7 separate regions of the Mus musculus genome follow, and all the other regions are linked to region 3. A link is a contact called in public promoter capture Hi-C data. All regions are on one chromosome and are shown on one strand. Each heading gives the region's core, a stretch centred on a gene start, on an enhancer-like site or on the middle of the called end of the contact. The rest is flanking DNA. Distances are from core to core; before and after follow the strand shown. Region 1 holds the start of Tmem259 (transmembrane protein 259). Region 2 holds the start of Specc1l (sperm antigen with calponin homology and coiled-coil domains 1-like). Region 3 holds the start of Pttg1ip (pituitary tumor-transforming 1 interacting protein). Region 4 holds the start of Arid3a (AT rich interactive domain 3A (BRIGHT-like)). Region 5 holds the start of Prss57 (protease, serine 57). Region 6 holds the start of Cdc34 (cell division cycle 34). Region 7 holds the start of Gucd1 (guanylyl cyclase domain containing 1).

Evidence for each region. Promoter capture Hi-C pulls out the DNA fragments that hold promoters and counts their contacts.
Region 1: a contact with region 3 is called in a promoter capture Hi-C map of embryonic stem cells, with 3 times the contacts expected there. The contact joins the promoter of Tmem259 here to the promoter of Pttg1ip in region 3. A contact is called at or near these places in 3 of 39 promoter capture datasets (cranial neural crest, embryonic stem cells and liver).
Region 2: a promoter capture Hi-C map of pre-B cells shows a contact between it and region 3, with 3 times the contacts expected there. The contact joins the promoter of Specc1l here to the promoter of Pttg1ip in region 3. A contact is called at or near these places in 2 of 39 promoter capture datasets (liver and pre-B cells).
Region 4: a promoter capture Hi-C map of pre-B cells shows a contact between it and region 3, with 4 times the contacts expected there. The contact joins the promoter of Arid3a here to the promoter of Pttg1ip in region 3.
Region 5: a promoter capture Hi-C map of liver shows a contact between it and region 3, with 3 times the contacts expected there. The contact joins the promoter of Prss57 here to the promoter of Pttg1ip in region 3.
Region 6: a contact with region 3 is called in a promoter capture Hi-C map of pre-B cells, with 5 times the contacts expected there. The contact joins the promoter of Cdc34 here to the promoter of Pttg1ip in region 3. A contact is called at or near these places in 3 of 39 promoter capture datasets (embryonic stem cells, liver and pre-B cells), 1 of 484 Hi-C or Micro-C datasets (B cells), 1 of 115 datasets of contacts at active chromatin or transcription factors (embryonic stem cells) and 1 of 9 other capture datasets (adipose tissue).
Region 7: a contact with region 3 is called in a promoter capture Hi-C map of liver, with 6 times the contacts expected there. The contact joins the promoter of Gucd1 here to the promoter of Pttg1ip in region 3. A contact is called at or near these places in 2 of 39 promoter capture datasets (liver and pre-B cells).

Annotation. Positions count from the first base shown.
Region 1 is chr10:79,982,564-79,986,324 of GRCm38.p6, reverse strand. Tmem259 (transmembrane protein 259) reads left to right here and starts at 2,065. Exons shown (of 11, transcript NM_001003949.4): 1 at 2,065-2,415. The coding sequence starts at 2,194. It overlaps Gm26243 (a small nuclear RNA gene), which reads right to left and starts at 819; the gene lies at 713-819.
Region 2 is chr10:75,209,684-75,213,358 of GRCm38.p6, reverse strand. It overlaps Specc1l (sperm antigen with calponin homology and coiled-coil domains 1-like), which reads right to left and starts at 1,286. Exons shown (of 16, transcript NM_153406.3): 1 at 1,140-1,286.
Region 3 is chr10:77,579,949-77,583,158 of GRCm38.p6, reverse strand. Pttg1ip (pituitary tumor-transforming 1 interacting protein) reads right to left here and starts at 1,504. Exons shown (of 6, transcript NM_145925.3): 1 at 1,232-1,504. The coding sequence starts at 1,337.
Region 4 is chr10:79,925,517-79,928,894 of GRCm38.p6, reverse strand. Arid3a (AT rich interactive domain 3A (BRIGHT-like)) reads right to left here and starts at 1,554. Exons shown (of 9, transcript NM_001288625.1): 1 at 1,495-1,554. Gm40715 (a long non-coding RNA gene) reads left to right here and starts at 1,904. Exons shown (of 2, transcript XR_001779822.2): 1 at 1,904-2,433; 2 at 3,306-3,378.
Region 5 is chr10:79,786,715-79,790,469 of GRCm38.p6, reverse strand. It overlaps Prss57 (protease, serine 57), which reads left to right and starts at 1,485. Exons shown (of 5, transcript NM_001042710.1): 1 at 1,485-1,627; 2 at 2,959-3,112. The coding sequence starts at 1,528.
Region 6 is chr10:79,680,927-79,684,167 of GRCm38.p6, reverse strand. It overlaps Cdc34 (cell division cycle 34), which reads right to left and starts at 1,973. Exons shown (of 5, transcript NM_177613.2): 1 at 1,578-1,973. The coding sequence starts at 1,754.
Region 7 is chr10:75,515,525-75,518,846 of GRCm38.p6, reverse strand. It overlaps Gucd1 (guanylyl cyclase domain containing 1), which reads left to right and starts at 1,466. Exons shown (of 6, transcript NM_175133.2): 1 at 1,466-1,693. The coding sequence starts at 1,651. Snrpd3 (small nuclear ribonucleoprotein D3) reads right to left here and starts at 805. Exons shown (of 4, transcript NM_026095.4): 1 at 722-805.

The DNA.
Region 1 (3,761 bases), core at 816-3,315, 2.4 Mb before region 3:
CGGAGGCAGAGAGAGGCAAGAGGATCACTGTGAATATAAGGCCAGGCTGCTCTACAGAGCAAGTTCCAGAACAGCCAAGGAAAGACCACAAACTCAAAAAGTAAATAAAGTAAAATCCCATCTCTCAGTCAAGCCTTGCTTGCTCTGGTCGTGAGCGATATGACTGACTGACGTGTTGGCCTGTGCTGGAGGGAACCCCATTGCTTCTCCACGAAGGTCAGGCTAGGTTTTTCTAAAGCTCGGGTCACCCAGGGACGTTTCCTATTTTCAAACAAGTGACAAGTGTATTCCATAATAGTTTCAAGACTGGTACATTTATTAGGTGCCTACTGTGTTGCAAGGTGCTCTGGGTAACAGCAGACGGTGACTCTGGGGTATCTGAAAGCTAGGAGGGAGGGGTTCCCTTCGCTCAGCCGGTAAAGCGCCCCGCCCTTTTCCTGGCCGCCCAGTCCGGATGCAGAAATTCTCATCTTGTTCCATCATACAGATGCTCCTAGTCCTTCCTTCAAGCTGGAGGTATATAGAAGGCGCACAACGTTAGGGCACGGTGCATACAGAGACAGCTCTGCTGCGTCCTAAAAACAGACAGCTTCCTTCGAGTGCGCAGTAACCGGTCAATAAATGCCCTTGTTCAGGCAAATTGTACGGGAATGTGGCAGCTATAGTAGAAAAGGAGACTTCAAAGGGTCAATTGCGTTATTTTGAGATGAAACAAAATATGGAACGCTTCACGAATTTGCGTGTCATCCTTGCGCAGGGGCCATGCTAATCTTCTCTGTATCGTTCCAATTTTAGTATATGTGCTGCCGAAGCGAGCACAAGCGACGGTTTTTTGCCTCAGGTATTTAAAGGCAGAGAAGCAAATTACTTTTCACATACAGTAATTATGATTTTTTTTTGTTTTTGTTTGGATAAAGTAACGTTTTCACATGTCAAAAAGAAAGGCTACCACTCATAACACCGCTCAGAATAATTATCTATCCGCGTGAAAGCTCACATTTAACTAATTAATATAGCTGTCTGGGAGAAGCTTGTGCCAGCGAAGCCTTCTGGGAAGTCATATGCAAATTAGACAGGCACTACGAGGCTCCGCCCCTCAGTGGTAGCCGGATCAGCGCGGAATCCGTGATACTGGTGCGATGGTGAAACTGTCTGCTAGTAAACTATCCATGGAATTTCGCCCTTCAGCGCTGCGGCCGCCAATGAAAACATTATGCTAATGAGCAGTTAGGAAGCCCTGCCTCCCAGGGCAGGGTGGGTAATGAGTCCTCAGCAGACCCCGCCCCTAAGTGAGGCTGTGGCCAGAGTGAAGCCCTATGTAAATAGGCCTTACTAAGTGCGTCTCCGCCCCCTCTAATTCTCCGCCAATAGGAAACCATATACAAATACGACGGGCAACGTCGCCCCGCCCGCAGGTGGATGCAAATGTTTTAGCTTGTTTCTGAGACCACGCCCCACAGATCGCCCACCGCTAACCTGGATCCCTCCACAAACCAAACGAATTACACCCGACACTGCCGCTCAATGCTTAAGATAGAGCTCTGGGCTAAAGACATGGCTAAGAGCACTGACGCCTCTTCCAGAGATCTTGAGTTGAAGTTCCAGCCTCCGTTATGGTGGCTCACAACTCCTTTCTGGTGTATCTGATGCCCTCTTCTGGTGAGACTGAAGACAGCGACAGTGTACTCACATATATAAAGATAAAGCTCAATGCAAATGAATCGTGACACACGACTCCACCCCAGGCCGTGCCACAGTATGTGGGAGTGAATATATGCAAACAAACGGGGCTGCTCTTTAATGCACTCCGTGTAGCCCCTGCAAATTGCAAGCTCACTGCAAACGAGACCGGACAAAGCTTGAAGGAGCACTAGGAAAATAAACTGAACTCCATGGTACTCTGCCCTTTAGCGCTGAGGCGACCCGCATGAAATGTGTAAAGTCAGGCTCCGCCCACTACTCGTGGTGCCCGCCTTTCGGCCCTGAAGCCCGGCCTCCTCGGGCGGCCGCGGCGATCCCAGCGTGCCCCGCGCACGGGCGGCGCTCTGGCCCGGCGCTCTCGCCGGCGTCGCGGGCCGGACGGACGCGAGCAAAGGGGCAGGCGGCGGCGGCGGCCGGGGGCGGCGGGGGGGATCCGGCGGCCGGGACGCGGCGGGGGTCAGCCGGCGGCCGCCGGGGTGACGCGGGGCGGTGATGTCGGAGCACGCGGCAGCCCCAGGGCCCGGGCCCAACGGCGGCGGGGGTGGTGGCGCGGCGCCCGTGCGCGGCCCTCGCGGCCCCAATCTCAACCCCAACCCGCTCATCAACGTGCGCGACCGGCTCTTCCACGCTCTCTTCTTCAAGATGGCCGTCACCTACTCACGCCTCTTCCCACCTGCTTTCCGCCGCCTCTTTGAATTCTTCGTTCTGCTCAAGGTGACCTCTGACCCCTGACCTCTGACCCCTGACCCCAGCTGTCATCCGCTCGCCCACCCCCGGCAACTTTACCACTTGGCTCCTGACGCCTGGATACCCTGATACCACTCTTACAGATGCTATCTCTGGTCCTCACTTCCTCAGCTCTCAGGCCCCGCCTCCTGCCCTTTGGCCTCAGTCTGCCACTTGGGAGCCTAGGCCCCAAATTTTTCCACTCAAGACCAGAGCCCAGTGTCCTCTTGGAGTAGGATTTTGGACTCGAGGTCCACCTTCCCACCTGTCACTCCCATCCTGTCCTGCACCTCCACTGAGAACAATATGGTCATTTCCATTCCATTCCTGACTTTCCACTGTAGACCACCTCCTGTGCTGGAGGCCCTGTCCCGCCTGTCATTTCTATTCTACCCTGATTCTCTCAGTCCAGTCTCTACTAGTCAGTCCCATTCCAGCACACCCTGAACCAACCCCCTGGGGACAGCCCCCTACCCCCCAGTGTCACTGCTCAAATTTTCTGTTACTTCACTGTTTTCAGACTCTTGCCAGGTTTTCTGTGGCTTTGGGTGAGGTCATCTCACTAGGGTCAGCCACAGAGTCACAGCCAGATTGGCCAGGGACCTCTACAGCCAGCACCTGCCCTGGCTGTGTCTTCTTCATGTGCTCCCGGGAGATCCCGGTTCTCGGTCACAAAGGCTACTCGAGGGATGGCACCAGGCTCTCTCTGAGGAGCTGCCTGGGCCTTCTGGTGTTGGGGTCATGGCTTGGTGGCTGGCATGCTGATATTGGAGGGCATTGGTGAGTTTGGGACTCACTCCTGGTGCTTCTCAGAACTGAGCGTTCGGGGGTTTCATAGGTAGATCTAGCTTGAGCTCAAGACAGCTGTGGGCATCCCCTCAGGCCCCAGTTCATTGGCTGCAGATGAGCCCATGCTCCATCTTCCTTCCTGCCCTCCACACCCTCAGGGCTCCGGGTGGGTGCCCAATGTCTAGTCAGAGACAGGGTCGGCTGGATGACAGTAGACCTTATCCTCTTTCTTAACTGGGATAAACAAGCCACACAGCAGCTGGTTTCTGGAGCTGCTGACGTTTCTGGGAGCCCATTTGCTGTGTTTCCTGCCCGTCCTGCCTGCCCAGCTTCCACCCAACCTTCCTAGAAGGGACGCCTCACAGCCAAGGCCTGCTAGGCTTGTACCACCCTGCGCCCTGTTCCCACCCCAGCCTAGGTGTCAGCTCCTACAGAGGCCCAGAGAAGAACTGTTGGGCTTGGTATCTCCTCTGCTGGCTTCAGAGCCTCAAGGACCGAAACTGGGCAGCCATGGGATAGGGGGGCACAGCATGGTGCCTTAGACC
Region 2 (3,675 bases), core at 37-2,536, 2.4 Mb after region 3:
TGGTGCCTCATTCCAAACCTTTAGATAGAACTGTTGTTGCCTGTAGTCCACAGCTGATTTCACCTCAAGATTTAGCTTCCTGAATGACAAGAAGCCTTCCTGGGCTCCGCGATTTGTTTTTTGTTTTGTTTTTGTTTGTAGTTTGAGACAAGGCCTTACTCTGCAGCCCAGTTGGAGCTCATCCAGCCTTGGCCTCGGGATTACAGGTGTAGGCCAAACTTTACGATTCTCTGTCATGACAGTCAAAGGGTGCCCCCTCACCCCGCCGCACTTTAGGACTGATCTTCAAGAGAGTGAAAACAAAAACAAAAACAAAACAAAAAACAAACAACAAAAAAACCCAAAACAAAACAAAACAAAAAATCAAGGATGCCTGCATTTGAATGATCACAGAAATTTTTGTTTGGTTTTAGGCGGCTAAGCCCACCAGAAACCGATTTCTTTTCTAGTGTTCTCTGGGGTATCGCCACCATCTATCTATCTCTCTCTCTCTCTATCTCTCTCTCTCTCTCTCTCACACACACACACACACACACACACACACACACACACACACAAGCCTCTAATGAAAATGCACACACACACACACACGCCTCTAATGAAAATGCAGCATTTCTTCAACAACACACAGAAACATCCACATCCAATCTGACATAATTAGCCAAGTCTCAAGAATAAAGAACACTGCCAGCTTCCAACAGCCAGGTCCTAACACTGCAGGGCGCAGCCTTCGGGGGACCTCCGCTCCTGCTCCCCACCCTCAATGCACCAGATGGGGAGGCAACCTGTCCCAGCCCAGGGCAAGGAACTAGGATGAATGCCCGGTCTCTCCCGACACCACAGGGAACACAAGCACCAGGGTCGCACCCAGCCTCTCCGCAGGGATGAGACCCCCAGCCAGCTGGGTACCACGCCAGCCTGGGTTCCCGGGGGATCTGCGGGGCAAGCTGTGAGGTCCGCCCGGGCAGGAGACGGCGCAGGCGCGGGATGGCTGGGGATGGGGGGGGTGACGAGGGGGGACAGCGCAGGCGCGGGGCCGCCAGGGTCTGCGGGGCCGCCCGGGCCTGGCCGCGCGGGCGGCGCTGAGGAGACGAACGTGCCCGCGGCACAAGCGGAGAAGACCCTGCCCCGGCTCTTACCGCGCGGCACCGCCTCGCTCACTCGCTGGCTCCGGGCTGGGGCCGGGCGGCGAGCTCGCCCGGTGGCGCGGCCCGGTCCGTTGAGTCCGGCCTCAGGGCAACAGCCAACCCCACGGCGCCGCTCCCTCGGCCCGCCCTGTCTCCCTTGCGGCTCCCGCCCTCCGCCCGCCCCTTATCCACCGGTGCCGCCCCCTTCTACTCCCCGCGCATGTGCCGTGATCGGCGCCTCCCTGGGCTGCTACTGCGCAGGCGCCAGCTGTCACACCTCCTCTTCGCGCTGAGTTCTGGACCGCGCACGCGCTGTGCTAGTCGGCGGTGCAACTAGATAACTGCAGTCTTTTGTGCTGGAAGTGCTCCTAGTCTCTCGTTTTTCCTCCAAGGCAAATAGGTCCGCTCTGGTTGAAATGTATGTTTACAGTGTGCTGAACCCGACAGTTGAGAAAAATGCACATGCCAGGCACCCATTATGTTCCCAGCACATGAGCAACACCGGTCCCTACTCCACCCATTAAAGGGAACAAGATCACTAGCATTATAAAGTTAAAGAGTTCTATAAGCTTATGTAATTCCTGTGTAGTTTTTATTTTACTTTTTAAATTTGTAAATGGCTCTATTACTATAATAAAAGCACCATGACCAAAAGCAACCTGGGGAGGAAAGGGTTTATTTGGCTTACAACTCCCAGGTCACACACCATCACTGAGAGAAGTCAGGGCAGGAACTCAAAGGAACCTGAAGGCAGGAACTGAAGCAGAGAAGCTTTGGAGAAACACAGATTGTTGGTTTGCTCCTCATGCCTTGCTCAGCCTGCTTTCTTATATCATCCAGGATCCCCTAGGGGGTCACACCACATCCTGGTGAGCCTGGCCTCTCCCACATCAATCATTAACCAAGAAAATGCCCTATAGATTTGTATATAGGCAATCTAACAAAGACATTTTCTCAACTGAAGTTCCTCTTCCCAGATAATGGTAACTTAGATCAAACTGACAAGACCTAGCCGGAACATTATTCTTTGATGTTTTCTTTTTAAGAATTTAATCTCTGATTCACTGGGCATAGTGGAACATGCTTTTAATATCAGCACTCAGGAGGCAAAGATGGATCATCTCTGTGAGTACCAGGCCAACGTGGTCTATATAGCCAATTCCAGGCCAGCCATTGCCACATGGTGAGACCCTGTCTCAAATAAATTAGCAAATAGATAAATAAATAAATAAATAAATAAATTTAAAGATTTTGTATATGGATATTTATGTATATGAGTACACCGTTGTTGTCTTCAGACACACCAGAAGAGGATGTCAGATCTCATTATACATGGTTGTGAACCACCATGTGTACACAGGTTGCTGGGAGCTGAACTCAGGAGCTCTGGAAGAAGCCAGTGCTCCTAACCATCTCTCCAGCCCCCCCCTAAATAAATAAATAAATATCTCTGAATGCATTTCTAAGAAAATTTACATGCCTCAAAATTCAAAAATCACCATTTCAACATATTCAGTACCCTACAATTCCTCACATAGTTTCCACTCCTCAATATCAATATCCCTTGACATCATTTATGAACAGAAGCAAATATTTAAATTACGATATGCACTATTTTACTACCTCAATACACAGATGGCATCACACTGTACCTCTTGATCTTTAATTCTTCCTTCTTAACCAGCAGAGCCACAATACATTAGTACATTGAGCCAAAAAAAAAAAAACAAAAACAAAACCTGGCTTTGAACCTTGGATGCATTACATAATAGTCCCTTTGCTTTCTGGTTTACCCACTACAAAACATATGCTGTTATAAATTTTTATGGAGGTCAAATAGGATTAGCACTTAAACAGGCCTTACCACGTTATCCAGAACCCTGGACTTCCATTGCGTAGCAAATATAAATAAGTGGGTATTAATTCTCCATCTGTTTAGGTATTTGTAGTTCAAAATCAACTCAACCATTTCAATCCAAATACCACCCAGGTGGTAATTTTTTGAGGCCAAAGTTGAGGTTCAAAAAGGTATGTCATGCCAGGTGGTAGTGGCTCACACCTTTAATCCCAGCACTTGGGAGGCAGAGGAAGGCGGATTTCTGAGTTCGAGGCCAGCCTGGTCTACCAAGTGAGTTCCAGGACAGCCAGGGCTACACAGAGAAACCCTGTCTCAAAAAAAAAAAAAAAAAAAAAAAAAAAAAAAAAAAAAAACCAAAACAAAAAACAAAAAAATCAGGTGCATTTCAAACCATTTTCTATAGTTCCTAGAATTGTTTAAAAAAAAAAAGATTCAAAGGTCAATGATAATCTAAGGACCTTTCCTCTGCCAATTCCTCCCTCTAGCAATAATTTCCTCATGCTAGCCACTGCTCCTCTTCTCTCTCCCTCTCCCTCCCTCTCTCTCTCTCTCTCTCTCTCTCTCTCTCTCTCTCTCTCTCTCTCTCTCTTTCTCTCTCTCTCTCTCTTTTACTTTATGAATATGACTACACTATCCCTATCTTCAGACACACCAGAAGAGGGCATCAGATCTCATTACAGATGGTTGTGA
Region 3 (3,210 bases), core at 255-2,754:
GCCATTAGTAGAGGGTCCAAAAGCCCTGTCAAAGTGTCCTCAATGTCGCAAATTTCACTCTACGGATCTATAATCTACTACAGGTTCTGTGAAGCACACAAAAAATATTTAAAGGGTGAGTTTTGCCAGGCAGGGCAAATGCTTTATGGTCAGCATTTGAGAGGCAGAGGCAGGCAGACACCTTTAAGTTCAAAACCAAGCTGGGCGTGGTGGCACACGCCTTTAATCCCAGCACTAGGGAGGCAGAGGCAGGCGGATCTCTGAGTTCAAGGCCAGCCTGGTCTACAGAGTGAGTTCCAGGACAGCCAGGGCTACACAGAGACACACTGTCTCGAAAAAACAAACAAAAAAGTTCAAAACCAGCCTGAACCCAGTCTCAAACAACAAAAAAAGGCGAGTTTTGGGATACAGGATACGGTAATGTAAATTTATGCAAATTCCTTGTAAAGACTAGCCGTTTTAAACATCAGCTATCTCCCTATAGAATGTCAAGGAGTAGAATCCTTACACCTAACACGTGGTGGTTGGTAACAGGTGAAGGTTCGTGCCCCCCCCCCTCCCCCCAGTATCGCAGCAGACACCCTTGAGACACTGGGAAGGGTCCTGGGTCTCCACAGGCTCCCCAACACTCTGCCTGGCATAAAGTCCTTACTGGAGAATCTAGCCCCAAGTTCCCCGGGGCGGCCAGGGTCAGCTCCTTTAGTCACCCTCACCAAGGTAGCAGGAGTGAGGCAGTCCCAGACCGGTCCTAGGCATACCTGGGAGCAGATAAGAAACTTAAACAGAGAGACGCGACAACTGGCAAAAGGTCACAAAGAGAAAACACACCGTGACAGGCTAGAGTGTAAAGACACCTTGAGAGAGCCTGAGCTAACAAAAATACTCTCTTGCAGCGCCTCATCAACTCTAGCGAGCGTACAAAGGTCAAAGTTGACCAAGCCTCAGTCTTGGACACAACTTGTCAGCTCCCTGATTCCCCTCAAACAAAAACAGTGCTGGAATGCAGATGGTCCCCGAGATGCTAAGCAGGTGCCGAGGCGTCGGTTCCGACTAGCCGAGTCTTTCGTGCCTCAGGGCACGACGTTAACTTCCAGCAGAGGCTGGCTGCCTTACCCAGCTTCAAGGGAGGGCGTGAGCGCAGAGGCAGCCAAGCCCGCGGGCTGGACTCCGCCCTGGATCCGACCCGGCCGCCCTCCTCCTACTCCTCGGCCCCTAGGCCCACGGGCCTTACCCACTCTCGGAGGTTCCTGCGCGGAGGCTCCGGACAGAAGCAACAGCAGCACGGCACCGAGGAGCATCACCCAGTGCGGCGTCAGCCCAAGGTTAGCAGGCGCCATGGTGAGTGCGTCGTCGGCGGGGACCTCAGGCGACTCAACTCCAACGCCGAGCTAGGATGTTTCCACAGTAAGCGCTCCGCCTCCGTAAGCTAGCCAGACGGGCGGAGCTTGCGAGTGCGCAGCCGCTGGCTCCGCCCCCTGACCTCCGCCCGCCTACGGGCGCAGCTGAGGCTTAGCACGCCTGCGCGCTGCTGGAACTGCGGGGAGGGAGCAATAACCGGAGCGTCAGAGCAGCGCGCGTGCGTAGTAGACTACTAGGCTGGGCAGTGGACAGCGAAGCTTTGCCACTTGCTCTGGAATGGAGCTGCTGGACTCTGAGGCGGGTTCTGAGGCTCAGCTGCTCTGCCTAACACAACTGCTCTGTAGCCGCCAACCCTTGGAAACCTCTGCCAGTCCTGTTAATTCTCTGCCAGAGCCGTATGCGTGTCCAGAGGGCAGGTTTTGTGGATTTACGTTAAAACAGCATCCAAGCTGTCTCGAACTTGTTACTGAAAGGCGTTTAAATCACTGAGGGAATGTGGAGGGTGTAGCTTAGATGGTAGAATTGCTTGCCTGGCAACCAATGCATGCACAAAGCCTCCGAGTTCCATCCTCAGAACCTCACAAATGAGTCGTGATAACACACACCTATCATCTCAGCACTTGGGGGTGGAGCATTGGAAGGATCAGAAGTTCAAGGTCTTCCTTAACCAATGAGACCCTGACTCAAAGAAAACAAAACAAATCCTTATTGATAGTGACTGGGGACGCAAACTTGAAGACACAGGAGCTTTGAGTAAGAGGGTACCTTCCCTGCTTGATTGTGCATGAACCAGAGACCTAGATAGCCAGACACCAAAAAGATCAATGCGGGACTCTGGATCCCAAGTTTCTCGACTCATTAAAGACCCAGACTCCAGTAGGAGTAAGCAAAATAGGATACAAGCTTGAGCCCACCAGCTTTATGTCCATTTGATACAAGCTAGTTATGACTGTAAGTGTTGCAACTCTGAAGGGAAAGGCTTGAAGCGTTCCAGCTCCACTCCTGGTGCTGCGGCAGAAGGTTTTCCCAAAGGAAGTATAACAGTTCTGCTGCAGGAGGGGGTTCCCATGGAAAGTGTCACAGGTCTGCTCTGCAGAGGAAGACTTCTCCAGCCAAAGTGTAACAATTCTGCTTTGCCAGAGGGAGGCTTTCCCCAGTGAAAGCGTTACAGCTTTACTTCGGCCAGGCAGGTTTTCCCCAGCCAAGTTCTGTTCCGGGGAAAATGTTACAGCTCTGCTAGAGAGGCTTCCTGGCAATTGGGAGCCAAGGAATACCACAAAGTCACACGACACATGAGGCACACAAGAGATTTATGGAGAGGGAAAAAAAGCAAACAAACAACAGCAACAACAACAACAAAAACAGGAGGGCAGCTAATTCTGCTAGGGTGAAAAGCAGCAGAGAACGAAGCCAAAGGCAGAGCTTATATAGGATTTCTTGGGGGTGGGGCTTCCCGTGGAGATTTCCAGGATGAGGATTGGTGGGATTTCAATTCCTGAGCTTGGGAGGACTCAGGGTCTTTGTATCACTGAGCTGGTCCAGAGCAAGGGAAGTTTAGCAGGGCCCTGGTTAGTGCAGTGCGGGATCTGGGTGGGAAATGAGTGGGACAAAGGACACGCCCCCCTCCAGTTAGTGGTCAGAGTCTCTAAGGCAAGGTTTTGTGGCCATGTATCATTGGATTGGCCAGGGCAGGGGTTCTGGAAGATGCTTTATCTGCATATTCTGCATATTCATGGTTGTGGGGGTGAGGGAAACCTTATAAGGTCAAACAAGGAGTGAAGCCTGATAACTGTAAGGGTAATATGGTGAGGGAGCCAGCTTTCTGGTGCCAGGTTGGGAGTGGGGAGGTAG
Region 4 (3,378 bases), core at 305-2,804, 2.3 Mb before region 3:
GAACTGGTAGCTGGTGTTTGTGGAAGGGGGATCTGGCTGCAGTGGGGAAGAGACCCAGAGCCACACCCTAGTCCCCCCACCACCTCCAAGCCTCAGGTCAGAGAGAGAGAGAGAGAGAGAGAGAGAGAGAGAGAGAGAGAGAGAGAGAGAGAGAGAGAGGGAGGGAAGGAGGGAGGGAGGGAGGGAGAGAGGGAGGGGGAGAGGGAGAGAGGGAAGAGAGAGAGAGAGAGAGAGAGAGAGAGAGAGAGAGAGAGAGAGAGAGAGAGAGAGAGAGGTCACTAGCTCGGCCAGGCCTTGCAAAACACGGTTATTTGGAGTTGTGCAAGGCCAGGGCCCGAGGGTGGCGAAAGGGGCCCCTCTCTCCTCCAAGGGAGGTGGAGGGGGAAGGGCAGGAGCTGGGGAGGGGGCTGGGAAAGAAGGCACTGTGCCCCCCCAGGAGACGTGTGCAAAAACACACCCCAGTCAGAGGACAAATGTAAAACAACAACAAAAAAACAAACAAACAACCCCCCCAGTGGAGTCGGTATTTCAAAGGCTTCTTGGAAAGAGCGAGCTGGGGAGGGGGGGTGACCCTGCTGCCCAAGTCGTAAAAAACGGAAGATATTTGACAAACCCGCTGCGAGTTGACACACACGCGCGCACTCCGCGCTTCCTGCTCCCTCTTTTGTGTCGGGGGGGGGGGGGCAGGGGACCCTACCGGAGGGATCTGGATGGGCGCACCCCGCGGGGCAAGTGGAGACCCCAGTCCCAGTAGTACACTGGAGCTAGGGAACGAAATGGGGGGGGGGAGATGGGCGGACCCCGCTGGACACAGGTTTGGAAGAGAAAAAGAACTGTAGGTACCGGGGCGTGGTGGCGCGCCCGGCCTGGGATTTTCCCAAGCACTTGGGAAGGAAAGCTGCGGCAGGGGGATGGCCTCGAGTTTCAGGCTAGTCTGAGCTTTAACTCGAGTTCTAAGTCAGCCCGTACTACACAGTAAGATCCTATCTCCAAACATCTTTTTTAATTAATAAGAAAAAGCAAAACCATGTTCCCAGAGCGCAGCCCCCAGTCCTCTGCGCGCGCGCACATACACAGACACACACACCCCGGGTCCGTTTCCTTCCGCCAGGGGACAGCGCGCACTCGCGACCCCCGCGCACTCGTGTACCGGATGAAGGTCTCCAAGATCTACAACCGCAACAGCCACCCCAACTCTGATCCGTCAAGTCGCATACTCAGCCCTGCACCCCTCTACGCGCGCGTCTTTGCCTAACTTTGGAGACCCCGCAATTGTCGGTTTCCAGGGTGCCCTACGCTGCCACCTTTAGGAGAGATCGCTAGAGCCGCGCTGCAAAAGGCCTTACCGCCCGGGGTGGCCCGGGGGGCGCATGCCCCGGTGCCCGGAGCCCAGCCCAGAGTCCAGCCTGCTGGTGGCCTCCGGTGGCCTCTCTCCCCCTTGGCCTCCCCCTGGTGCCCAGTGCACGCTCCTGGCTTCGGGGTCACCCGCCTCACCGAGTCTCCAGGCCGCGTCTACATCTCCATCCGTCTGGATCGGATAGGGACGAGGTCTCCGCGCGCGACCGGGCCCCCCGCCCCGCCCCTCCCCCACCCAGCAGACGAATCGCCGTGTGACAAATTGCTCTCAGATGCAAATACCTCGCCGGTGATTCAGCAGCCCCGGGGACGCAGGAGGAGGTGGTGGGTGTCTCTCCAGGGTCCCCCTTTCCAAGCTTTCCCAGGACACCACACCGGGGTCCCCCTTCTCCAACTCAATCTGAGGACGTCCACGGTGGGAGGAGGTGGAGGGGAGCCGGAGAGCCGCCACAGAGTGGACGGAAAACTTCAGGTCGCGGCCCCTTTAAATGATAATAAATAATAAAAGGAAGGGGGAACCGGACTGAGGGACGCTCCGCCCCCATCTTAGGGACCGTGCGCAAAGTGCACGCCGCAGCCCACGGCGCAGAGGCCGCGAGCGGGAGGGCGGGGCTGCGAGAGCCCCATCGCGGGAATCCCGAAGAGTTAAAAAGGGTTCCTCGCCCCACCTCTGAGCGGAAAGTCACCTGGGCCCCCGGCCGTTTCCTGGTTTCACCCGGAACGCAAGATGGATAAGCCAAGCTTGGAGCTGGAACCTCCGCCCACTATGCTACCCTAACCTTCCGGGCCTGAGGCTCCACGTCTCTGAAATGGGCTTAAAAACCCCCGGCTAGGCTAGATCTGCGGGGGCTGGGACGCTGGGGTGTGAGGGCGCTGCGTGCGCAAAAGCACCGGGTTGGGCTGCGCGCGCGTTCGAGGAAATGCGAGGAACCGTGACGACCGTACCTAGGAGCGAGGGAAAGGAGGGCCATCCTTTAACCAACTCAGTGAAGCCCCTGCCTCGGTCTACCCAGTTCGTCTCGGGAGAGTACTGGATTCTGAGGTCCCATTTTGCAGGCTGGGAAACCGAGGCATGATGTGAGCTCAGCTAGAAGTTGAGACGATTCTAGTGGGTAACGCCAGTGCTCAGGGCAACCCCCGACCTCGACTAGTTCCCCATAGGTGGTGCTCAGGTCCCTTGTTAGACTGTTGTGGGGATCTTGAGCAGTCTGCCCCTTGAAAGCCACTTGTGTGAGTGTCTGGAGAGATGGGGTGGCTCCGGCCAATCCAAGTTCCCGGAATCCTCCCTAGAATCTGAGACTGCAGCAGTTGCTTGGAACCTTAGCCTGCAAGGCTAAGAAAGTTGCAGGTGGCAGCGAACTGCGCCTTCAAACTTTAGACACCTTGATGTGTTGGGGTGTGGCCCCGGGGTGGAGCTGGGCCTGCACACCAGCATTCTTCTCCAGCATCAAACGGGCTACTAGCAGATCTTTCTCCCTCTAATCATCTTGTGTGTCCCCTGTAAACTTGGGCAACCCCCCAAAACATTCTGCCAAGATAATGAAAGCAACATACATTCCCATTCTCTCTCTCTCTCTCTCTCTCTCTCTCTCGTGTCTGTGTGTGTGTGAGAGAGAGAGAGAGAGAGAGAGAGAGAGAGAGAGAGAGAAAGAGACCGAGACCAGAAGGGCTTCAGCAGCTCACGCATAGAGGTCCTAGGAAAACTTAGTGGAGTCGGCTTTCTCCTTCCACCTTTATGTGTATTCTGGGATGCCAAGATTCTCAGGACGCCAAGCTTGTCAGCAAGTGCCTTTACCTTCTGAACCTTGTTGCTGACCCCTAAAATACTGTTCTTAGTATTTTTTGATAGAATCTTCAAAGACAAAAGCCTAAATCTGCTGGTCCCTTTTTTATGGCAGGGATATATTTAGCCAAGGGTCCAGGTGGCAAGCATAATGACATAATGACAGGTCTCCTTATGACAGGTCTCCTAATTCACAAGATACAATTCTGGCAACTTGAAAGGCATCCGACTCGCGCCGC
Region 5 (3,755 bases), core at 236-2,735, 2.2 Mb before region 3:
ACAGGAGCCAGAAGTGGGGACAGATCCACTGCCACTATGTGAGTGCTATCAACCAAACCCAGGTCCTTTGGAAGAGTAGCCAGTGCTCTAAACTGCTAAGCCTTCTCCCCAGACCTGCTTTCTGTTTGTTTGTTTGCTTGCTTGCTTGCTTTTTGTTTGGCAAGGACTCACTCTGTAAAACAGGCTGGCTTTAATCTCAGAGACCCATCTGCCAGTGTCTCCAGAGAGCTGGAGTTAAAGGTATGCATCCTCTTCAGGCTTGGCTTTCTTTCTGTCCTTATCTCTGTCTTTGTCTTCCCCTCCCTCTCTGTCTCATTCCACCTTCACCTGTTTCTGTTACTCTCTTATGTTCCTCTGGCCCTGGCTCTCTGGGGTCTCTCCCTCCTTCCCCTCCTGCTCTGTGTCTGGTCACTACTACCTTCCTGAGCCCTGGCTCCCTCAAAGGCCAATGGTGCAGAGCTTCCCCCTGCATCCTCAGTGGGGGATGGAGTGACCCTTTTGGGAGGTTGTTGCTAAGACAACAGTGCCTTCTCCTGCAGGATGCCCTTGCTGACCCTGAGCCCTCTCCCCTTCCTGAGCTGTCTGGGACCACTGTGCACCCTGAGTTCACCCAAGCCCCTCTCTGCTCTTAGGTACCTACCATTTGCATCAGCCCTGGGGTGGGTCCTACAGGCCAACTAGGGCATAGCCTGTAGCAGACTTAATTAAAGCTGCAGCATCTGCTAACAAGCATGGACCAGTACAAGCCCAGCCAGTGTGTGCTCTGGGCTCCATCTCACAACCTAGGGGAAGCTTATGTTCCCACCTTACGTGGGTCCATGGTAGACAACACCTGTGGCCTTAGCACTTGGAGGATAGAGGAGGGAGAGGCAGGCAGGCGTTCAGGGCTATTCTCAGCTGGATAGCTAGTTCAAGAGCGTATTGAATTAGAGGCCAGATAACTGAACTTTCTCTCCCAAAGGTCCCCACCACGAGGAAACCCAAGCCCAGCACATATCCTGATGGGTGGTCTCTGGACTCCAGACCTTAGGGTCACTCTCTGCTATGTCCCCAGTTCTTCCAAGGAAGTATGGTATACAGTAGGACCTCAGTAAAAGCAATAAAGTCAGCCCAACTCAGAGCCCTCCCCAAAGAACTAGCTTTATGGTCCTCACTGACCTCAGGTTCATGATGGGGAAACTGAGGTCAAGGGTCAAGGTGCTTGCTCCTGGGCTACCTGGCTGGGGACAGACAGATAAGCAGAGTTGGTGCTTCCAGGATGACTGTCCCCTGAGAAGGTCTGAATGCGTTCAGTGGCCAGATAATCTAGTAGGAAGGTACAAGGGGAGTTTGAGCTCACAAACCAATCTTGTTTCTAAACTTCTGGGTTTTCATGAGCAGCACAGTTGGAGACAAGAAACAGTAACGTGGCCTCCCCTGATTTCCAGAAGTGCCTGCTCCACCTTCTGACCACAGACCACAGACCCGGAACAACTTTCTGGACTGAACCGTTGGGTGCCTCCTGCACCTGCAGACCTCACCAGAAAGATGCCATCCTCTACAGCTATGGTGCCTGGGACAAGAGGAGGCTGGCACTGTCTGGTGCTGACTACAGCAGCTGCCCTGACCCAGCTCATGTGGCTCCCTGGTGAGAACTCCAAATGGCCATTAGACCCTACCCAAGGTGACCAGGCTCCCACACAGGATGCACGTGTACTCTTGCTCAGGCAGGAGGCTATGGGGTGGGGGTGGGGCAGCCAGTAGGGACTTCAGCCACCTCAGGTACAAGATCGTGGAGACTGGGCTTCCTAGCTTTTGTTTTGTTTTGTTTTTATTTTTGTGTGTATTAGTGTTTTGCCTGTATGTTTGCATGCCTGCAGTACCTGGAGGAACCAGAAGGTGGCATCAGATCCCCTGGAATTTACAGTCGGTTCCAACAATCATGTAGATGCTGGCATTAGAATCTAAGTCCTCAGTAAGACCAGCCAGGGGTTTTAAATAACGAGCCATTTCTCCAAGCCTCCTATTTTTTAAAAATTACATTTATTTATTTTGAGAGAGTACATGTAGATAGTGCTTGTCACAACCAGTGGAAAACTTGCAGGGGTCGATTCTGTCCTTCTACCATAGGGGTTCCTGGGATTAAACTCAGATTGTCAAGCTTGGTAGCATGTGCCTTTGCCTGCTGAACCTATCACAGGCCCAAAAGGTCTCCTAGCCTCAGTCTTTAATTATCTATCTATCTATCTATCTATCCATCCATCCATCCATCCATCCATCCATGTCTGTCTATCTGTTTGCTTTCAAGACAGGGTTTCTCTGTGTAGCCCTGGCTGTACTGGAACTCACTTTGTAGACCAGGCTGGTCTCGAACTCAGAAATCTGCCTGCCTTTGCCTCCCAAGCACTGGGATTAAAGGTGTGCCCCACCACTTGGTCCCCTCTATTTCTCTTAAGTAAAGTGGGTTTCTCGTGGTCCAGGCACCTTGAAATAGCTGGGCAGCTGAAAAGGGAATCACCTTGAATTCCTGATCCTCCTGCCTCCACTTCCAGAGTTCTGAAACAGCAGGCCTGCACTGCTACACCATGCTTATGTGGTGCTGAGGGTGCCTGGGACTGGCTTTGTCTGTCTGTCTCATCTCTGTCTCTGTCTCTGTCTCTGTCTCTGTCTCTGTCTCTGTCTCTGTCTCTGTCTCTGTCTGTCTGTCTGTCTGTCTCTCTCTCTCTCACACACACACACACACTCACTCTTAGGCGAGGTCTCATCATGTAGCCCTGGCTGGCCTGTAACTCTCCATGTAGACCAGGCTGACTCTGAACCCACAGAGATCCTCCTGCCTTTGCTTCCTGGATGCCTCCCTCTAGGTTTGCCCCTTCCTCTCAGCCCAGCCTCCACCCCTACTCCCTGCCAGGGCTGTGCTCCATTGCCCTTGATTTACCTGTCCTGTCCTTGTCTCTCACATTGCCCCACCTCTTCCAGGTTGCTGTGGGTCCTACATTGTTGGAGGCCATGAGGTAACGCCACATTCCCGGCCCTATATGGCCTCTGTGAGCTTCGAGGGCCATCACTACTGTGGAGGCTTCCTGATTCATACCCATTGGGTGGTGTCAGCTGCCCATTGCTTCAGTGACAGGTGACATGCTGGGGCCACTGAGGGATAAACTTAAGGCCATCAGGAAGCCAGGATGTGACACAGACAGGACCAACTCTCTACCCCCACGCCCGGGCACTTCTGGTGATAACAATCAAACATAATAACTATGATCATCTTCGACACAAGCGACATGTGCTACTGTTTGGACTCACATTAACTGTGGGGAGAGCAGCACAGTCCGGGGACTCCAGCTACCCAGAGGCTGGCTCAGGGGGATGGAAAAATGAAGCTCAGTGTTAGCTACAGTCTGGAACCATGTCTCCATAGGCAGACAGACAGACAGTTATAGGATAGTAGTTAAATAGTAGAGGTCTTAACTGGAGTGTGGCTCAGGGATGGAGCCCCGCATAGAATCCCCAAGTGAGAGTCTGGGGGTGTTGCCCATTTGTGGAGCCCTTGCCTAGAACCCTCAGTGAGGGGTGGGGATGGGGTCAGGTAGAGTGCTTGCTCAGTGAGAAGCATGAGGTTTTTAGGGTTGTTTGGTTTTTTTTAAGATTTATTTATTTTAAATTCACTTTTCTTTTTTAAAGATTTATTATTTATCTTATGCACGTGAGTACACTGGAGCTGTCTTCAGACACACCAGAAGAGGGCATCAGATCCCATTACAGATGGCTGTGAG
Region 6 (3,241 bases), core at 724-3,223, 2.1 Mb before region 3:
GAGGCTCAGGAACAGGAAGGGTGCTCCCAACCTCTTCCTGGACAGCCCCAAAGTGAAACAGGCTGGGCTGTCCAGACGAAGCTCCTCACAGTTGCCCCCTTACAGAGTCTCCCCATGTCTCAGCCACCCACACCATACAGGAGGCTCCCACGCTGACAGACTTGATTGACATCTTGCCGAGCATCCTAAGCTATCTCAAGAATTATGTGAGTCTAGGAGACTCTACCCACAATCCCTTTACAGATGAGGAACAGGTCAGGTGACCCTGCTCTGAACAGAACTTGTCCTCCTGGCAGTTCCCACTGCCCCTCCCAGCAAATACAGGAGACAAGGTGCTAAGAGCATCCAGATATTTCTTAATTCAGACCACATCCAGGTGGGAGGCAAGGAAGAAGACACACAAACAAATATCTACCATGGCCCTACACTAGGGACCCTAGATTGGCTGGGATTTGTGCATCCACCCGGTCCTCATCTTGTCCCTTTTGGCCCTAGCATGAGATTCTGTGATTCTGCTAGTTATTCTAGCCCCCAGTAAGCAGGATGATCTAACTGTGCTGATGGGGGTACCTATAGCTGGCCACACATTTCCAGTGTTGGAGGCTTCCCAGTGTTCCCTGCTCCCAACCACAAGAACATCTGGTGCATTGAGCGTGAAGCCACCAGAGGGCAGACGACACTATCTAGAAGGAAAAATCAGGCCCCTAAGAAGCCACCTGTTCAGTGGAACCTGAGAAAGGCTGTCAGGGTGGGGCAAACACAGAGCTCTAGGGTCCAGGGCCCAAAGAAGGAACCCAGGGTGTGGCTCCAAGATTCAGGGTGGACCCCCCACTGCCCCCTTGGAATGCATTACATAAAGCCTGGCTAGGGCTAAAGGTGGCTGTTGTCCAAGCAGGCAAGGCTGCCAAGGCCCTATCAGGGCCTCTACTGGAACTGGAGCAGGTGGCTGTCCAGGCTACACGTCCCTTCTCTGGGGACACATCGGCCAGCGGCTGCCCTGGTTCTGTGTTCCAGCGTAGGGGGCAGGGCCTTGGGATACCAGCTAGCAGCTGCCCGTGGTCCTTTATGTCTTGGGACAACCTAAGAACCTTTCCAGGTTTTACCACATGCTGGTAGGGTGAGGAACAACCTGGGAAAATGCTTGCCAGCAGGGGGCTCCAGAGGCTTCTGTGTCTTGGGGTAGGGGGAACTAACCGGAGGGGGGGGGTTGAGAGGGGGACGGGACAAGAAGGAAAACAACTGTCCCCGGAGAGACCCTTTACCAGAAGCATTATGGAAGGGTGGGGACAACAGGGAAAGATCCTTTCCCAGGTACAAGTTTAGTCCAGTGTAGGACAACCTGGGAACACGCTGACCAGCAGCAGGCTCTAGAGGCCCCTGCGTCTCGTGGTGGGGAGTTGCCTGGGCATGCGGCATACATTAGCAGTCCCTGATCCTGTAGCCTGTTGGAGGACAGCTTAGGGAGACCAGTCCCCGGGGTAAGGTCAGCACGTGCCCAACAAAAAAGGGAGGAGCCGCTTTGCACGAGGAGCCTGGGAGAGAGGCAGGCACAAAGAGGAAACTGAGGCTCTGCTCACCTTGAAGTAGCCGCCCTCATAGTAGGTGTTGGGGGGCCCGAAGATGGCCACCTCCCAGTTGTACAGGTCACCCTCGTCCACCAGCGTCACCCGGAAGCCCTCCACCGGCTCCTCCTGCAGCCCCTTCAGTTCCAGCAGCAGCGCCTTCTGCGAGCTTGGCACCAGCGGCCGGGCCATGGCGGTGGCGGCGGCGGCGACGGAGGGGCCCGGGGCCGGGCCGGGCCGCGGGACCGGCGCGAGCTCGCGAGACGGACCGGGTCGCGCGCCGGCAGGGGGAGAGCCGCCGCCTTCCTCCTCTGCACCGCCGCCGCCGCCGCCACCCGGGGACCCCGAAGGCTCCACTCGCTCTGGCGCCGCTGCCCGCCCGGCGCTCGCTTCGGCCCGGCCCGGCCCGCGCCTAACGCGCCTGCGCGCCGCAGCCGCCGGGCCTCGAATGCGCCTGCGCACCGGCTCCCGACCCCGAATGCGCCTGCGTGCCTCCTTCGGGCCCCGAAAGCGCTTGCGTGCCACACCCGGGCCTAGAGTGCGGCTGCGCGCCGCTGCTGCCGGGCCGGAAATGCACCTGCGCGCCACTGCCGGGTCTAGAATGCGCCTGTGCGACGCCTCCACCGGGTCCGGAATGTGTCTGCGCGCCCGCCCGCGGGGCACACCGGGAAGTGTAGTCGTCGTCCCCCGCCCTGCCGCGCAGGCGCCTTGCGTTTCCGAAGCTCCGGAGGCCGCCGTCGCCTCCGGCCGGAAGAGCTCCGCGGATGCCTGTGTGCGGGGTGGCCGGCAGGGCCGGGCTGCGCGCTGCGGAGTGGCAGCTGCGGCTTTGGGGGCCTTTTTTTGTGACGTTCAGGGGGCGTGGTTGTGGGTGGGGAATTGGGCGTGGCTTGTGCGGGAGCGGAGCAGGATCCGCCCCTGTTTCCCAGCATGAAGCGTTAGATGGCCCCATTTGGTCTCTATGGGCTCAGGTAGAAGCGCAGGGAATCAACGACTTGGGGTTTGCAGACGTGGCTTCCAGGAGGTGGAGTCTGAACCCCTTCAGACTGACCTTTGACCACACCCTAGTCTTGCTTAAATCGACCAGAAAGCAGTGGTGAGGCATAACCCAAAAGTTTACAGGATCCGGAACAGACACGCAAAGACCTTGAGGTTGTTCAGCACAGACACCCATAACTCCTTTCTTGGACATTTGGTCATTAGTATTGGTGGTGGCAGCATATTTAAGCTTTGCAGCAGGGTGTGTGTGTGGTGTACCCGTGACCTTTAGGGGTGGGTGGTTCTGTCCCTAGGCTGTACTGGCCACTCACCCTGACTGTGGGCGTTCTGGAGGACTACAGCTGCATCAACACTTGGGGCTGGGAAAGGGCAGCTCCCACCACAGGTGCTCCGACATCCTGTCATGTCGGGGATAGCAGGTAGACCTGTTTGGGGACAGGGAAACGGTGTCAAAGGTGGGGCTGGTTGATATGACCAGGGAAGAGCCCAGGGTCCAATGCCACTTCATGTGTGGCACTACCTTGGCTGTCCTCCCCCTGGGAGCCCTAGACTCTTGGGCTAGAAGTCTTTCTGGTCACGCTCTTTTCCAAGGACTTCCAGAAGTATCTGCCCCTGTTGTGCATGTCACACTGCCCATCTTACACTGTCACCTAGTTGTCAGCACATAGCAAGTAGCTCAGGTT
Region 7 (3,322 bases), core at 217-2,716, 2.1 Mb after region 3:
TTGAATCCCCACCAAAAAGCAGACCAAAACTGTCAAGGCTACGGTGCTATAAATAGGAAATGTTCATCAAGCAGAGAAATAGGGTAAACGCTCGACTTTAAGTCTCACTACAAGACAAAGACTATGCACAGGGCTTTTAAAATGCTGAGATTGGAAACGACTCAAAACCGGAGCACACCATTTATTTGCATGAGAAGACTGTAAGGATGCTAAACACAGTCTCTCTCTCTCGGTGAGGAACCACGGCTTTCAACTTTAGGAGTGTGGGTTTCCATGCTGAAAATGGTAGGGAAACACTGCAGGATGATAGCCAAAGGTTCAAAAAAAAAAGAGTAGCATCTACAAAGTGGATCGAACATATAGCACGGCAACTTGATTAAACTTCTGCAGCAGCGTGGAAAAGAGGGCCACTGCAGGAATGGGAGTGGAGGCAGGGATGAAAGGGACGTTGTAAATGATGATCCAAAAGGAAAGGAGGTAATTAGCAAGAAATGACTGCCCGTAAGCTTCGGAAATCGGTGACCTGAGAAGGCACCGAACGTGCAGACTAGGCGTAAATTAATAACTGTTCAAGGGTTCGGGAGATGAGCTTTGGATAGGCCCTGGCTTCCCGCCCTCCGCTAAGCAAGCCCCGCTGAGCTCCTCCGCAGCGGCCCTTCCAGCTCCTAAACCCCCTGGGGAAGCCCTGGCCTCCTCTCTCCCGTTAGCCGCCTCTCCTCACCAATTAACTGCAGGCTTTATTTTTTTTCCGGTTCTGGCACAAACGTTAGAAGGCGAAGGCGAGAGAACGACCGGCCCGACTCTCACGAATACCACGCGCTCCCAGAATGCCTTGCGCAGGCCCCTCCCTTTCCTTTAAGCCTACTTGCCCTTCACTCTCACTTAGCCGGCTGGGGAAACCAGGGCTCTAGCACAATAGTTCCGGCACCGGAGAGGGCCCGGGGGACCGCCGGAAACACCAATCCTGGAGCCCAACAAGGGAACATGGTAACCCTGAGTACTGTAGTGGCGGATTGGGCGGGATCTGGGCTTGAGCCCAGTGCTCTGGGGAGACAGGAAGTGAGGCTTGGACTAGAGATTTAAGCTTTGGATCCGGCCACCGGCAGGTAAGGGACGCACTGAGCCCTGGGAACTCTCATTATTCCTTGTCTGGGTAAGAAGACCTAAAAGGAGTCGGGAAAGTGTTCCCTGGAGTCTCGATAAGGCACTGCGGAGAACCAGAGCTTCCATCTGAGGCTGCAGAAGAACAGACCTAGCGGAGGGAGAGCGTGGGGAGCCCACGTCGCTAGGGGAAGGGCTTTGGGGGCGGGGCTCGGGGAGGGGCGGGGCTCGGGGAGGGGGAGGGGCCCCCGGAGCGTTTCAGGGAAGGACCTACGGGTAGCGGGTTCTGGAAGGAGAAGTGGGGGTGGAAGGGAAGAGGCGTGGCTTATGGAAGGGGCGGGTTTCCAGCGCCCAGACCTGGAAGGGATTAGGCGTGGCTTGAGGCGGCCTAGCCACCGCCTACCCGGCTCTGAACCGCGGTGGCGGCGGCGGCGGCGGAGGCGGAGGAGGAGGAACTCTGCGCTCACTGGCCGCGCTCGCTGCCCAGCAGAAGTCGCCGCTGCAATCAGCTCCAGGCCGGGGCCATGGGCGCCCTGCGCCATCCGGGTCATGAGGACGGAGGCAGAGGCAGCGGGGCAGCCGCTCGAGCCCGGTCAGTGCCTCTCTTCAGGGCCTTGCCTTCAACCGGGGGAACGGAGGGGGACTCCGCCCTAGAGCCGGGCAGGGTCTGGCCGCGCGCGACCTTGGGTCGTCTGCGGCCTCAGCCCAGCCTGGAGCTTCTAGTGGGTCCTAGCTAGGTGGATATTCCTTCTCATCTCCTGTCCTCCACTTAGGGTCGTTCCTGAGTCTCCTGGGGCTTGAAGCCCAGGGAGTGCTGAGAGCCGTCAAGTGGAAAAGTCCAAGGGGCAAAAAGGCACAACCTTGTCCAGAATCGAATAGCCCTGCTTGAAGCACGTTGGGTGATCCTATTCCCCGGGGAACTGTGGAAAGCCTGAGGCCGAGAAAGAGGGGGAAAGAATGGCTTGAGAGCTCTCAGCAAAGGGGCGGGAAAGAGGGGGAAAAGAATGGCCTGGGAGCACCCAGCAAAGGGAACATCTTTTTCTCAGCGCTTTTTGTCTTGGTACTGTTTTGGTTACTCGCTTACTGGTTCCCTCTGCCCTGAGGAAACCCGAGCCCCTTTGCTTACTCACGAAGTGGGGACAGCGGGAAGTTATGGTGGAGCTTAACACACAAGAGTTGATATTAATAAACTGTAAACAGTTGAGGTGCCATCTCAGGGGAGGGGTCAAAGGTTATGGGACCCAAACCCTTTAGTGTCAGTTGGCATCACGTTCAGGGAGTGGTTCCTTCTGGTTGTAACCTGGAGGAGCTGAGCTTGGACCTGTACTGGGATTACATATTTACTTCTCCAGTTAGCCACCGCTGTGAACTTTGACTAGATCATTGCCCCTATCTTAGCCTCAGCAGATAATGGCTCACTTGTGTAGGGTGACTAAGAGGTAGATGCAGTGTTAAGGTGTTTATAGATAGCATAGAATTAATCTTCATAAATCCCAGTGAAGTAGGTGACCGCTGCTTTCAGTACCTTTTGAGGTGAGCAGACAGGCTGAGAGGGTTAAAGAACCAGGAAGAGCTGTCTGTCTGCTTTCTCTTGTGGCAACCAGACAGCTGAAGCTAGGTCAGGGCTTTCTCCAAAGCAGACCCTAGGTTTCAGGTAGAGGACTGTCTTGGCTTAAGGCATCAATATCCAAAGCAGTTTTGGGCTCTGAATGCCAAAGCTGTTATCAGGACAAACACCAAGGCTGCTTCTACCCTTATCACCTCGCCCCAGAAAGCATCTTCCCTGTGCTAAGCAAGATCAGGATAGTTAAGCAGGGATGTTTGCCTTGTGAGGCCTCAGGATGTAGGGCTTCTAAGGTTCAGTGAAAGAGGAGAGACACCGGAGTCTCTTAGGACCCTGAGGAGCAACTGTCCTATACCACAGTTTAGAGGGCATAGTTCAACTAATTAGAAGCAGAGCTCAGGCCACAGAGTAAGGAGGCAGCCTCCAACAGAGGGTTGTGATCTGGAGGCCTAGAACTGATGGGCACTTGTAGTGACAAGCAGATATTTCAAAGGGTAGACAGAGCTTTCAAAAACCAAAATCAACCCAAAACCTTTTCAGCAGTGTAAGTGGGGAGGCTAAGGAAGCCCTGGCCCTACATGCCCATGGCAGAAACACGAGTGAACACAGAGGATTTGGATATTAGAGATGAGAAAGCAACATTCCAGACCAAAGGTT